Regions from separate parts of the Bos taurus genome. Here region 2 is linked to region 1. Evidence: chromatin contacts called from public Hi-C data. All regions are on one chromosome and are shown on one strand. The core of a region is the stretch at or near the end of the contact, and the rest is flanking DNA. Distances in the headings are between cores, read along the strand shown. Region 1 holds the start of CNN3 (calponin 3). Region 2 overlaps SLC44A3 (solute carrier family 44 member 3).

What was found. A called contact is a pair of places that touch in the nucleus more often than the background predicts.
Region 2: a contact with region 1 is called in a Hi-C map of skeletal muscle, with 3 times the contacts expected there. The contact joins the enhancer-like site here to the promoter of CNN3 in region 1. A contact is called at or near these places in 3 of 11 Hi-C or Micro-C datasets (blastocyst, liver and skeletal muscle).

Annotation. Positions count from the first base shown.
Region 1 is chr3:48,567,679-48,570,378 of ARS-UCD2.0, forward strand. CNN3 (calponin 3) reads left to right here and starts at 1,287. Exons shown (of 7, transcript NM_001038179.1): 1 at 1,287-1,575. The coding sequence starts at 1,519.
Region 2 is chr3:48,630,083-48,632,782 of ARS-UCD2.0, forward strand. SLC44A3 (solute carrier family 44 member 3) reads right to left here. Exons shown (of 15, transcript NM_001098900.2): 11 at 651-807. Among named protein-coding and RNA genes, the nearest start is that of SLC44A3, 56 kb to the right of the region's middle. Within about 2 kb of position 1,324, at least 27 of the 102 cell types and tissues checked have an H3K27ac peak or open chromatin away from gene starts, as enhancers often do. A contact at or near this core is called in liver and skeletal muscle, where this site is marked.

The DNA of each region.
Region 1 (2,700 bases), core at 37-2,536:
TCTCAAGCAGTTTGCCACACCTGGTTCCATGATCTGTTCTGGCACGGTAACTGGTGTTTGCTAAACAGAACTCTTACACTAGACTCTCAGGGATAGAAACATATCCTAAGCGTGCACGAGAAAGTTCCGGCAAGAGGCAAAGCTTAAGAGGCTGGCAGACCTGGGTCAGTACACTTCGGTCTCTGAGTTTTGGCTTTCTCACCCCTAAAATGGATGTAATGTCTACCTACGGGGTTGTTTGAGAGGAGAAAATGAGAACGTGTTTGGGAGGTGTCTAGAACGGTGCCAGGCACTGATGAATGAGGAGAGTTCTGTTCCCTTCCTCCTCTCTATGAAGTTATTTGAGATCTGAGGGAAAGAAAGTGATGCGTTGGAAGCGGGACCATGAAAGGATGGAGGCTCTTCTGGCCTAAAGGATACAAGTTTACTTAGCTCTACACAAAAGATCTGGCTCAAAGAAGCCTACGGATGAGAGAGAGAGAGAGAGAGAGAGAGAGAGAGAGAGAGAGAGAGAGAGAGAGAGAGAGAGAGAGAGAGAGACAACAGTCACCTGGGTTTTTGGATTAGCTGAACCCCGTATAAAAGATGCTTGTAAAAAGGAGTTGGTGCGAATCCAGAAAATTATTTAAAATGCCCAGGCTCTGCCATGGCACATTCCCCACTTTTTTCCGTACAGCACACCCAGAGTGAGCTCGAATTTGGCCCGAAGCCTTGACTGTTCCCAGGACGGCAGCAGTGGAGAGGTCAGACCAACAGGTGTGGGAAGCTGCAGGGTAAGGGAGGAAGAAGCAGGTGTCGGAGGAGGGGGCCCCCCTTTCTCGGGCACAGGGGCTCCAAGGCTGCCCCCCGCATCGAATGGAGGGGTCCTGCCCGCCACCTGCGCGCGTGGGGTCTGCAGCCAGGGAGGAGGCAGAAGGAGGCGGTGGATCAGCCACGGGTCAACCCTGGTGGGCTTCCCTCCCCTTTGCTGGCCGCAAGCGGATGCCTGGAAGTTGACGCGAACTCCGAGCCTCTGCGAAGCCCCCGGGAGCCAGGGCGACTCCCATTGCGGAGCAGGCCTCCGCCGGCGCTGCCGGCTCCGCCGGGCCTGGAGGAGGGGCCGCTTCGACCCTGCAAGGCGTGAGGGCGGGGACCGGGGCCAGAGATCCGCGCCGGGAGGGAGCGCTGCGCCCGCCGCCCTTCAATTGGCCGCGCCGCCCCCTCTCCAGAGACGCGGGAGGCGGCGGCCCTCCATTGGTCGGGCTAGTCGGCCAATCCCTGGAAGTCCGGGGGAGGCGGTGGGGGGCAGTTCGTGCGGGACTCCGGAGCCGAGCGGGAGCGTCTGGGGGACCTCGTCCGATCGAGTAGCCGAGGCACCGCCCGCGTCCCGCCGCCGCGTCCCGGCGACTCCTGCGCCGCCCAGGAGAGCGAGCTCCGAGCATCTTGTAGTGCGGCCACTCTTCGGGGCCAGGAGCGGGGAAACCGAGTGCAAGAAACCCCCGGACCCGAACTCAGCCTCTTCCCGCCGCGCGAATCATCATGACCCACTTCAACAAGGGCCCTTCCTATGGGCTCTCGGCCGAGGTCAAGAACAAGGTACGCCTGGGCTCGGATGGGGCGGGACCCTGGGGCCAGAGGTGGGATGCAGGGCGCCGCCCCGGGACCCTCAGACCCGGGTGGCTGGGGCCGCGCTTCTCCCCGCGCGCCTTTGCTGGCGGGCTTCGCGGATAGTAGATGTCGGGGCGGGGAAGGGGGTGCGCGACAGTTTCTGCGCGTCCCCGTCCTGTCCCCGGCTGCAAGCGCAGGCTCCCGGGCGCTCAGCTGGCTTTGTTCCAGCGCCGCGGGCCGAGGCTAGCGACGGGCGGTGGGTTCCCAGGCTCTTGGAATCCCTCAGCGCCGTCCCTTGGTTCCAGGAGCGGGTCCGCGGCTGCAGGACGCACCCCTCCGGCAAGGGGGCGCTCCTGCCTGGTCATTCGCCCTTAGGTGGGGCCCGTCGGCACGGCTGGGGACCCAGCGAGCAGCCTCCGCCATCCACCCCGGCCCGGGCCCCTGGCAGACCCTGGACCTTCACCCACTCTAGCCCCCGGGCGGAATTCAAAGCCGCGAATAAAGTTAGGCGGTTAGTGGGCAAACTGGGTCCCCATTGTTCCTCGCCTCTTGCGGGGTGGGAGACCGCTAAGCGGCCTGAGGCAAGGGCCCTAGGACCACCGGAAGGACGGGAGCCGGCCAGAACCCTTCCTGGTTTTCGAATCCCGGTGCCAGTTGCTGCTGCTTTTGCGGCAAGAGGAAACAAAGCCTGAGCGCGCCGCTTCGGGAATATCTGCTGTAGACTTGAGCTTTTTTTTTTTTTTTCCTTAAAAGAAAACAAAACCAAAACACTAAAGTTTGTAGTACGTTAGACTTTAACGGTATCAAGGAAATCTTCGTGCGTTGCTTTTGTTCAGGGTTTATTTGCCGAGGTGGACTGTAGTTTGGAGTGATTGGGCTTTGGTAACCCTCGGTTTTGCCACTTTGCCCAGCATAAGAATGCGTTGAGTTTATCTTTGGGACTTTCGGTCTGGGAAAGAGATGAGAGGCGTCCCCCTCCCCAAACCCTCTCCTTCCTTCCTCCCTCCCTGCATTCCAAGCCCATGACATCAGGGGTTTCTGGGGGGAGAGAACAGCCAATCCGCGCGGAACTGCGCACAGAACGCTCATTGTCTCCTTTCTGCTGTTCTGGCC
Region 2 (2,700 bases), core at 74-2,573, 62 kb after region 1:
TCCTTATTTGGCAGGCCAGAAATACCACGAGAACAGCTGTTTTCCTGGTGTTTTGGTTTCCACTGGCATTCATAACCAAATGTGCATGGAAATAAAAACCAGGGAGAAGAAAAACCCCGAGGCACAAAAGCCCCACAGTTTTCTGTCTTTTGAGCTGAGATTTAGGTCAGTTTGCCCGTTTCTCACTATTAAGCATGAATGCACACACAGGCACATGCAACTAACTTCCCCTGACACCATCCAGGAGACACAGAAGCTGGGGAAATCTCCTCATCTTACGGTATATTTTTCTTTCTTTAAAAAAGCATGATAAATATCCATAAAACCTTGCTTAAATTTCATCTTAAGAATTTCTCCCATTTGTTCAGCATTTAAATAGGAAGAAAACCCAGCAAGCTAAGAACTATGTCCTCCCTACACCACCTGTGCCACCATGTTGGAGAAAATCCAACAAACTTAAACAAAACAGGGAGCTGGACAGGAAGGTTGCTGGGGGTGGGGTGCGGATGGGACCTGAAGCCCATTGGAGCTTTCTGAATGGCCCCTGGCACAGGTCACATTCCTGTCCTGGGACCCAGTGCAATTCTCCAGTGATTCACTTTTCTGTGACCCAAACACAGAGCACACTCTGTTTTAACGTGTTGCCTTACCTTCTCTTTCAGAGTGTTATACACGTACATGAGAACGGCTCTTGGAATCCTCACCACAGTGATTAAAAATGACCCTTTGACAACTGTTCCCTGATGGTAGCAGAAAAGAATGGAGAGAGATGAAAGGATCGGGCGATCAGGAGGGTCACTTTTATTTCTGGGAACAGGAGGAAAAAAGACAGCATTTTAAAAAACACTATTTAGAAAGAAACAAAAAAACTTCTCTCTGGTTCAAATCATCTATGGTACTAACAATTTAGAAAGCAGTGACGCCATCTGCATTTGGCAAAATTTTTATACTCCTTGCTAGCTAAGGCTAAATTTTTTCTTGGACTAAGTTAAGAAATATTTCTGGTGGTATTCAATGTTACAAACAAAGAAGAGAAAATTTTAAAACATACTGATGAGGTGAACAAGTTTTCCTCTTTACAACACCTAACCACTTCCACCAATACATTAAATTGGGTATTGATCCCATTTTCAGTTTCAGAAGTTTAATTATATAATAATCCCCTAGGTTTAAATTACACACTTTCATCTGTAAATATTGCCAGTACTAGCTTGGTCATGAAAATCACTACCACATCACATGACCAGGATTGGCAGCCAGAGAGTATCCGGCTCACAGCAGAGGGAGGAAGAGTTCTGGCTTCTCCAGCTCCTGAAACCCAGCTGATTTCTCCTCCATTCTGTAAAGGTCACCTCACTGTGAATCATTTACGGGACTTGTCATGACACAGCTCTCAAGAATGCAAAAGTCAGTTTCACAGGCAGGGAAAAAAAGTGAAAAAGAACAGAATGGGCACATCTTTCTCCCCCCTCCCCCACACCTGAAAGATAAAACAAAGGCCTGAGGGCTGATGTCACCCCTCCCCTGGCCCACTGAGGCCAGTTCTAGAAAGTGAGGCCCTTTCCGAGAAGCTCCAAGGGAGGCTTGCTTTCTTCATAATGGATTATTCTACAGCTCGCTCTGGTTGGTAATAAGTCACTATGAATTAAGGTTTTGACCAGAGCCTAGGTTTTCAGGGAGGAAAAGGAATGCAGCCAGAAATGTTTCAAGAGCTGGCAACGGCCACATTTTGCTGTTATTTAAATCATCCAGGAAGGAAGAGAGAACATGAAAGTAATATTGGGAGCAGAGTAGCTGCAATCCAGTCGTCCCACAAAAAGGGCGATGTGTGTTTCAACTCAATATTGTTGAAAATAGGAAATGCCAGGGAAGCTATTGCTGATATGAATTCACTTAGATCTGATAAACTAGAAAAGTAGCACAGCCAGGAAAATCTGACACATTTTTTTTCCCTTTCCTCAGTCCTTTTTTTTTTTTTTTAAGAGGAAGACTGTTTACTTTCCCATTGAGGAGATCCATGTGCCTTAGAATTGACTGGTTCTCAAGCAGGGATGCAGGCAGACGAGGGCAGTGCTTGCTCTCCATCTGATACGGAAACAAATGATTCACAGGCCTCAAGGGCTGGTCCTCCAGGTACTGAAGTTTGGGCTTAGGCATCCGTTTTCTGAGGTTTCGCAGGGATGGAATTGACCACTTAAGGCAGGGTGGTGTCTGCACTGTCTGGATGGCGCTCATCCGTGTCACATCCCAGTGATGGCTCCAGACGCTTTTGGGCTTGGCTGGAAGAAGACGTAGATGTTCCAGAAGCTGACTTACCACTTGGGAGAGAAAATCTGAAAAGAGGGCCAGCTCACAAACCAGGCCAGCCTGTGGAGCCAGAACTCACTCAACAGCCCACCCTAAGAACTAAATACCACCTTACAGGAAAGGGTCAATCACTGGGGGCTCTCGGAGACACCATCTTCCTGCCCTAGACTCTTTTCCACATTCAAAGGTTATATTACCCTGTCACCCCTTCTCTGCTGTGCATGTCCCTGGGGCCTTCATCTCTTCACAAGCAGCAAAACCTGCCTTCAGGAAGAGGCTTTGGTTACACCTAGTGAAGCTTAAACTAATACTTCACCACATTTTGAGAACTGGAGTTTGGGACCACAGTGCCGCGAGGGACATTACTGAGCAGCTCAGTGATGGGCGTATGAG